Linked DNA regions of Arachis hypogaea: region 2 is linked to region 1. Evidence: chromatin contacts called from public Hi-C data. All regions are on one chromosome and are shown on one strand. The core of a region is the stretch at or near the end of the contact, and the rest is flanking DNA. Distances in the headings are between cores, read along the strand shown. Region 1 has its middle 9.4 kb from the start of LOC140182750. Region 2 holds the start of LOC112791144 (RING-H2 finger protein ATL78).

Evidence for each region. A called contact is a pair of places that touch in the nucleus more often than the background predicts.
Region 2: a Hi-C map of leaf shows a contact between it and region 1, with 2.4 times the contacts expected there. The contact joins the promoter of LOC112791144 here to the enhancer-like site in region 1. A contact is called at or near these places in 2 of 8 Hi-C or Micro-C datasets (leaf and an unstated tissue).

What each region holds. Positions count from the first base shown.
Region 1 is chr3:121,426,474-121,430,994 of arahy.Tifrunner.gnm2.J5K5, forward strand. No RefSeq gene overlaps it. Among protein-coding and RNA genes, the nearest start is that of LOC140182750, 9.4 kb to the left of the region's middle. Within about 2 kb of position 3,083, at least 2 of the 3 cell types and tissues checked have open chromatin away from gene starts, as enhancers often do.
Region 2 is chr3:121,473,235-121,477,463 of arahy.Tifrunner.gnm2.J5K5, forward strand. LOC112791144 (RING-H2 finger protein ATL78) reads left to right here and starts at 1,681. Exons shown (of 3, transcript XR_011880265.1): 1 at 1,681-2,334. LOC140183850 (a long non-coding RNA gene) reads right to left here and starts at 3,413. Exons shown (of 3, transcript XR_011880266.1): 1 at 3,274-3,413; 2 at 2,078-2,316; 3 at 1,358-1,972.

The sequences.
Region 1 (4,521 bases), core at 1,833-4,332:
CAAACAATGTCACATAGATGCATATGATGAATGCCTGTCCTAGTGGCTGATGAGTCTCATCTGTTAGTTATAAAGCCAACCCGACACGTCCTGGTAGCTAGCTTGTCCCTCTGTCGTGCATCCCCAACTCGAGTTATTCACAATCATAATCATAGTCATACAACACCCACACTGGTGTTTATCCACGGGGGCGAGCTCATCCAGAACTTTCATAGTGTCCGGCCACACTTACGACATAGGTCAGCAGAGTATCGAGTCTCAACCTGGAGCACGTAGTGGCTAGTCACTGCTTTTACCCAGAAAAACTCGTACCTCAAATAATTGGAAGTGCAACAATCACTTTATCAAATCAATAATCATCCATTATTCATACTCAGACATCCGGCTCCTAACATATTCCACAATCAACCATAATTCATTATCATATACAGCCGTTCCGGCTCATAACATAATAGCACGTCCACCATCCAACATCATCAAACTCATAAAATCATCATTCAAGCCATAAATCACTTTTTCTCAATTCACTTTACTTTAAAATAAAAAATCAATTCTTTCCAGCCTTGACTTTAAAATTTCCACTCTTCAAATCATTTCAAACTCATAAGCCACTTTTCCTCAAAAGTAAATTTCCATTTTTAAAATAAGGCCACCCTCCATAACATATTTCCAACCATTTCAGGAACCACACCAAATCAAAAGCCTTTTTACGAGAGATTCAAAATCATTCCTTCTAAAACGGATTTGGTAACAAAAGTTCCTCGACAGAGCCTCAAGACTTTAGAGGAGAATAACATAACTCATTTCCTCAAATTCGTTTAAAATTCTGTAAAACCTTAATTTTCTTGATTTGAATAAATAAGAATAAGAATAGAATTTAAACCAAACAAAGTCGTGTAATCAGTTACTCCAACTACATTTTAAAAATCCTTTCTTCTACTTAAACTAAAACCAATTTCAACCCCATGTTAAAAATCTGAAACGTTTCCACCGGCTCGGAAATTATTTTAGTTTTCTAAATCAGAACTTTAAAGAATACTTTAAACTTTTCCCAAAATGTCATAAAAATAAGGTTTATCAATCAAGATTCAGATTCTTTCAAAACCACTGAAACTCCTCCAATTGAACTCCTCAAGTTAATTTCAAAGACATAAATCCTTTTCACCTTTAAAACAGCTTACGACACAAGTTTCTCCTAAATGTCTTGCATCCAAAAGTAAAAATACTTTTCTTAAGAAACAAAGATGAATCATAGTTCTCTTTTCAATATAATTCATTTCGAAACACAATTCATCACCTTTGTAAATAGTTCAAGTAAAATAGTACAAGTCTTAGACTCATGACTCTCCAAATAACATTTCGAATAGAATTCTTGGAGTTTCACAGAAATTTCGGTAGCACCTCCCCAAAAACATGGACTTTGCCACCCTTTCCGGGTCCCAACCAAACCATTCCGCAACTCTCTTTATCGGGTTCCAAATTAAATCAGTTCAAAATCAAATTATTTCCAAGAGTGCATCATTATCAGATTTCAAGAGCACCAATTCAAACTCAAATCAATTTCCAACAGAGTATACTCAATTTCAAAGCTTTTATAAAATAACTTTAAGGAAGCATTTCAAGAATAGTCCATTTCACAAAACTGAATAATAACCCAGCCAATCAAGCATTCATATTCATCCAAGATAACCAACAATTACATAAGACTTATATAATCACTGAAAGATTCATTTTCTCACGTCAATATCCATATATAATAATTCCAATTCATAAAATATGATTTTCTGAAAAGGCCCCTATCTCGATGTTGCAATTAAAAGAAACCGGAGGCAAAATTATGGCGAGACAGCTGGCTAGATCACTACTAACCACTCAACAAGTTCAACCGAGATAGCAGCAGCCTTGCATTTTAACACAATCAGGACAGCAGCTGCGTTAACTCTCACAGCGGTAACCATAGTTGTAGCAAAATAGGGGATCCAAATTGGATAGGAAATAAAAACAATTACTGCCTCAAAACAAGGTATATACCATAATCGCTCAGAACAAGCATAACAGTGACAAAAAAAAAAACACATGTAAATAAACCGTAATCAAGGAAAAGATCACTCCAGAAATAAAAAAGCAGCATCGGACTCACCGACAGCAACTCTAGCAGATCCGTAATAGCACTAATGCCAGTATTCCAGATGATTACAGTAGACAAACAGGTGAAGAAAGGGGATGAATTAAATTAGAGATACATGCTACCATGATTAAAATAGGAACATAACAGGGAACAAAATTTAAAACAGAACAAGGGCGAAAGGGTTTATGGTTTCAAAATTGAGTAAATTGAAATCAGAACAAGGAGGATGCTACTGGCCAAGTTGAAATATGGTGGTGGCAGCTTGCTTTCCCTAATGACAAACAAGAATGACGGCGGCACCTAAGAATTCCGGCGGCGATGACGATCCCCTTTCTCTCCCTCAGTTGTGTTCTGGCTCATCGCTCTTCTTCCTCTCACGTGCAGCAGCAGTATCATCGACCAAGGTTTGGTGGTGGAGACACCATCAACCGCAGTGAAACGCGGCAGCTATGGAAGCTTCGACAGTGACTGGCCACGATTCTGGCTCCCTTCTCGTGCGTCTCCTCTCTCCTGGCGAAGCCCCATTGACGGCGATGACAGAATGATGGCGGTTATTGGCGTGACAGCAGCGACTGGATGCAGCCCCTCCAACTCGCATTTTCTCCCTCCTTCCGGTGACCGTGATGCGGCTCGATGCTCCATGGACGGCAGCGACGAGACACGAGCTCTCTCTCTCTCTCTCTCTCTCTCGCGACGACGGCCCCAAGCCCATGACCTTCTCACTCACGAGCCATCTCTCTTCGTTGGCGTTGGTGGCAGCAGCGAAATGGGTTCGACAATGAGGCGTGGTGGCGCGGCGGCGAGGCGTGGTGGCAACGCCCTTCCTCCCTCTGGATCTCCCTTCCCCGTTTCCCTCTTCTCCCTTTCTTTCTTGGACAATTATAAGGTACAGATGTATATATACATATATTCTCTTTAGTTGAATACAAAAGTGACATGTGGATCTATGCTAAGAATTGGGGGGGACAACTTGATCATCTTTCTGAGCAGCTTGCAGTGTTTGCAGGGCTCGTTTATATAGTTCCGTATTGAAGCTAAGCTGGTGGAAACATGAATGGGCTTATCATTGTTGGGCTATTATTTTGTTATTGAAATATTGTGTGGGTTTCATCACTTAAATCAAAATGCTGTTGGACATCACTTATTTTTGGATCATATTAACTGATGCTATGCATATCACTTTTTTTTTTAATTTTTTTTTGCCATATGTGTTTATATTTATGAATGTAAAAATTATATTTTGTATAAATATAAATTCTAATTTATTATGATATTTTATTGAATAAGTACTTATGTAATAACAATTATGTTATATTATAATTTTTTATCATAATAATATAAATTTTAAATTTATTGTAGAGTCAAAATATAAAGTGTATATTACACTGTAACATTTAAATTAATATAAAATATTGAAAAAAGATTTATTAGGTTGTTTGAATCAACAAAATAAAATAAACATAACAGCAATACAATTGTTTTAAGAGACTTGTGTAAAAAACTAATATTAATATGCATTTACAGATAAAGAAATTTTGAATGAGTTTAACTCTCTTCAATTCTAGAAAAATTATGCTTCGAGTTAAAAAATTATGGCCTATAAATGAAGCGGACTTAAACAGATCAACCCATTTAATTCGCTCAGTTAATTTAATTTTCTTCACTTAACTTAAAATTTTGAATTATAAAATTTTTAATTTGAAATTTAAATAGATATAATTTACATGAATGATTAAATTTAAGGTTTAATTATTCTGTTGATCTCTATAATTTCATAAAATTTTTAATTAAGTCCTTATATTTTTTTTCTTTTTAATTGGGTTCTTGTACCAATTTTGTTTCAATTAGGTCCCTCTTAGTAGTAATTTTCTTAATTGCATAGGGACCCATCTAAAAAAAATTAGTACAAGAACTCAAATAAAAGGGAAAAAATGGTGTAGAGACTCAATTGAAAAAAAACTTAGTGCAGAGACCCAATTAAAAGGAAAAAAAGTATAGGAATCTAATTGAAAATTTCGAAAAATTATAGAGACCAACAGAGTAATTAAACCTAAGTTTAATTGAGTTAATAGTCAAATTAGTTCCTGAAAGGCGAGACATTCTTTAAATTCTGTAGAGACTCAATTGAAAAAAAAATAGTGCAGAGACCCAATTAAAAAGAAAAAAAAAGTATAGGGACCTAATTGAAAATTTTGCAAAATTATAGAACCAACAGAGTAATTAAACCTAAGTTTAATTGAGTTAATAGTCAAATTAATCCCTGAAAGCAAAGGCGGAACATTCTTTAAATTCATCCCTAAAAGATTTTTTCCATCAAATTGATCCTTTAAAGATTACAAATTAATCATATATTTACCCTTCAGTGATTTCATTAACAATTTTCCTCAACGATT
Region 2 (4,229 bases), core at 431-2,930, 45 kb after region 1:
ATTGGTTTACTAAAAGCTAAGATATATATATGATCATGAAATGATTGTTTATATCTGTTGTTATTACTAATTGACACTCATGTAGTTGATTTCATAAACTTATAAAATTAATAATTGATTATATTCTTTTAATAATTATTTATCTCAATAAAAAATTTTAGATGATAATAAAAAAGTTTGAGAAAATTAATACAAATGATTATGCTAAATATATATTAAAATTAATTATTAATATAAAATATATATTAAAAATAAATTATATATTTATATATAAATATATAATAATTAATTTTGCTAATGAGTTGTATCTCAAATAGTATAATTTAAGAAGTTACTTGTTTTAGAAAAATTCAAAAAAGTAAAAAGATATATAAAAAAAATCCACGTACACATAATTTCCTGAAAGAACTAACACAAGAAAAATTAAGAGGAGATACTCTCTTAATTGAGTTATAAATTATTGTCCAAATTACTATCAAATTTTATCTTCTAAATTGATTATATTCTTGTCTTAAAATTAATTTAGGTAGAAGTCAAAAATAAAATAATGTTCCAGTGATTTGTTAGTCAGCATATGTAGAAAACTTTGTTATCATTACTTCTCTATGAAATTGACAAACATAATTCACTTTTTTAATGTTAAAATAACTTTAACTTAAATTAATAATAAAAAATTAGTTTATTCTCCAAATTATTTTACAAACTGATAAACATCACATAATAGTATTGTTGATAGAATTGAGAATACGAGTTATAAGAAAATTGTTATAAAAAATTAAATTTATTTCAAATTATAGTGTTTTGTAATAAAAATTGCATATTAATACAAAATAATCACATTTTATAACACTATATATATATTGTTATAATTTTTTTAACAAAAATATATGTTATTACGAAATTCAAAGTCTTTTTCAAGTAAGTTTAGATTGATGATTTGAATTATTTTGATTTGTGATTTGGATGGTATTGGATATAGATTTGATCAAAAGTGATTAGGTGAATAAGAATAAACTACTCCATATAGTATGACTTTTGTTTTTCCTTTTTTTTAAGGGCATGGTCACAATTGATGCTTGTTGAATTAGTTTAGTTTGTTACAGGTTACAGCAAATTATCCTACACTGTGTTTCTACATAAATTGCTGGACCCTAAAACTATTTATGTATGTTTTAATTCTTTCAAAAACCGCAACAGCGTTTCTACTTTGTATACGTTTCAATGTAATCGGCAACTTTCTATAGCATTTCTACTTTATATACATTTTAATACTCTATAGTAGATTATGTACATATTGTAAATTATTTATTACACTTTATAGCAGTTTATATATATTAAAAAAACATAAACACATAACTTATTTCAAAAAGTTACAATTGGATAAATTTCAAAATGCAGTACCACCCGGCTTCTCATGGTTGGTTTAAAGTGGGATTGATAACTGAGTAGTGGAGCATCCATGTGCTTCCAAATCCTTCTCTATTAACAAAACCCAACATAATCATAAAAATTATATTTTGTTTGTCTCAAGCTGGAGGCTAGCTAGCTAGACCCCGCTAGGAATATTCTAATCACCAATTAAGCATTGATCACCAAGTAATTAAGTTGCCTATATATAAGGGAAGCAACCCTGAAGGCTGTAGCTAACTAACTCATAATTCATAAAGAAAAAACGCAACCATGTATGCTTCAACTTCCTTCACTTCACACATAGTTCATGACCTTGTCATACAATCTCACTCAAGAAGGTTACTCATGCTCCCAAATCCACTTGCTCATCACGATTCCTCACCACCTCCAACAAGCGATTTATACCTCGGAAACAGTTCTTTCGATGCCAACGTTGTCATGGTCCTCTCCGTCCTCCTATGCGCACTTATTTGCTCCTTAGGATTGAACGCAATCATAAGGTGTGCTTTGAGGTGTTCCGATTTGGTAATCAACGACTCATCATCGTCGTCAAATCCTAGCCCTTCATCATCATCAAGTAGTCGATTGGCCAACACGGGAATCAAGAAGAAAGCTTTGAAGACTTTTCCGATAATCACATACGAGTCAACTGAGTTAAACAAAGTACCTGGTTTGGACACCGAGTGTGTGATATGCCTCTCGGACTTCACAAATGGTGAAAAGTTGCGCATTCTGCCAAAATGCAACCATGGCTTCCATGTTAGCTGCATTGACAAGTGGCTCACTTCTCATTCATCTTGCCCCAAGTGCAGACACTGCCTAATTCACACGTGCCAAAAGATTGTTGGCGGAACTACTCATCATCCTCCTCCTCTTCTACCTCAAACCATTATAAGGATTGAACCACTGGACCCAGAAACCATGGTGCGTAATTATATATAGATAGCAACCAAACTAAATTAGTATGCATAGAACTTTGTTACGGTTCTGTTCTGTTCAGTGAAGCCAAAGGCTATATAGCTAATTAGCTACTCAACACCAATATTCACCCATAAACAATAGGTGGTGGTAGTTGGTGATGAAAATTATGTTTATTTATTTTATTTTTATTTTTTTTTTCACTTAGGATGCTTGTTCTTTTTGGAAAAGAAAAAATGAAGAGATCATCAAATTGTAACTGCATATTCTTTTTGGTTTCAATTACCTTTAATAAGGTTTAATTGCTGAGAAAATTAAAATTGAAGTAGTACCTAAGCTTTAATTTGTTGTCCAAATAATCAAGTTATGGTGGTCAACTGGTGATGGCTGCTCAAGTAATTGGCCGTTGTAATTTCGACCGAGTAATATTCCAAATCGATTAGCGTTTTAACGTAATAACAAATGCTTGCCTCGGCCATATTAGATATAACATTATCTTTTTTCAGTACTGGTCTGCTTCTTATTAATTATTACTATTATATTATTTTTATAACCCCAATGGATTTCACTTTTTAGTATTAGGTGTTCTGGTTGATACAAATGATATAACAGAGTAAGTTTATTTTAATACACATGATTTAACAGAGTAACAGAGCAATCAGAAGTTCAAAACCATATGATACAAATTTGCAAATTTGTAAATTTTCAACCATCAGCAACCAGCAAATTCAAGAGTACAAGACAGATCTATCAACAACAGGAAATTACAATTTACAAAACATTCAGAACCAAACTTCAAACCAAGACCGAAGAAGAAGAATTGAAGAAAAATGGAACAAAAATTGAAGAAGAATACCGAAGAAGAAGACCGAAGAACAACAATTTCGGAACTTCAAACCAAGAAGACCGAGCCCTCAGTGAAGATGAAGAGGAGAAGCCACTAACCTGGGTTCCATGCCGAGAAGCCAGTGAAGATGAAGAGAACATGCCGAGCAACTGGGTTCTGGACACGGGGAAGAGGAAGAAGCGGCGGCGCTGAGGACCTGGGGACGGCGGCGGCGCTGACGACCTGGGACCGGCGGCGGCGAAAAAGGGCTAGGGTTCCCTTTGCTTCAGAGTTCAGAGTTCTCCAATCCAGGGTGTGAGTGAGTGACGAATGAATTGGGGGAATAAGGGTTGGTTCACACTTCACGGATCTGTTTCGTTTTTTTAACAAATAGAAAACGGCGTCGCTTTATTCGAACCGGTCGGTTACCGGTTCGGTCCAACCGACCGGTTCTCGGCCGATTCGATGGTTTTTGTACGGTTTTTCTTCCAACGGTTTTGGATAATGGACCGGACCGTTTATAGTAATGGTTTTTGTGGCTTCTGCATTTAGCATAGTCCAAAGTTTTTTATCGGAAAAAAAATAGAAGGAATGAAACAGAAAAACACACAGGCACACACACCCTATTCTGCATAATCTGATTTAAACACTTTTGATTCTCTTTGGTTCTTTTCGGAGGCCAAATCTGTGCATTTTTACAGTTTTGAAATACCTTGGACTGTTTTGTCCTGCCTTGTCTTGTTTGTGTAGTGCTAGTGACTTTGCCTTATTATACTAATGAAGAGAAGAATTTTCTGGTGTGCATGTGCACATTGATGAGCTATCAGATTTATATCATGTGAAATCCAAGAAGTCGTAGAGATAGTTTACAGAAATATGAGCTGTAGTTATAAAACAAGACTTGGTAGGATACCAATTATAACTACCATTTTCTTTTGTTGTATTATTTCTCTTCATTTTGCTGGACTTGAGGCTCTGGAAATGTTATTGCTTAGGACTGCAGCATCAATGACAAGCTGGGATTTGTTATAGTTGTGCATTTAGTAATAATTGTGAAGATCGTTGATTGCTGGGC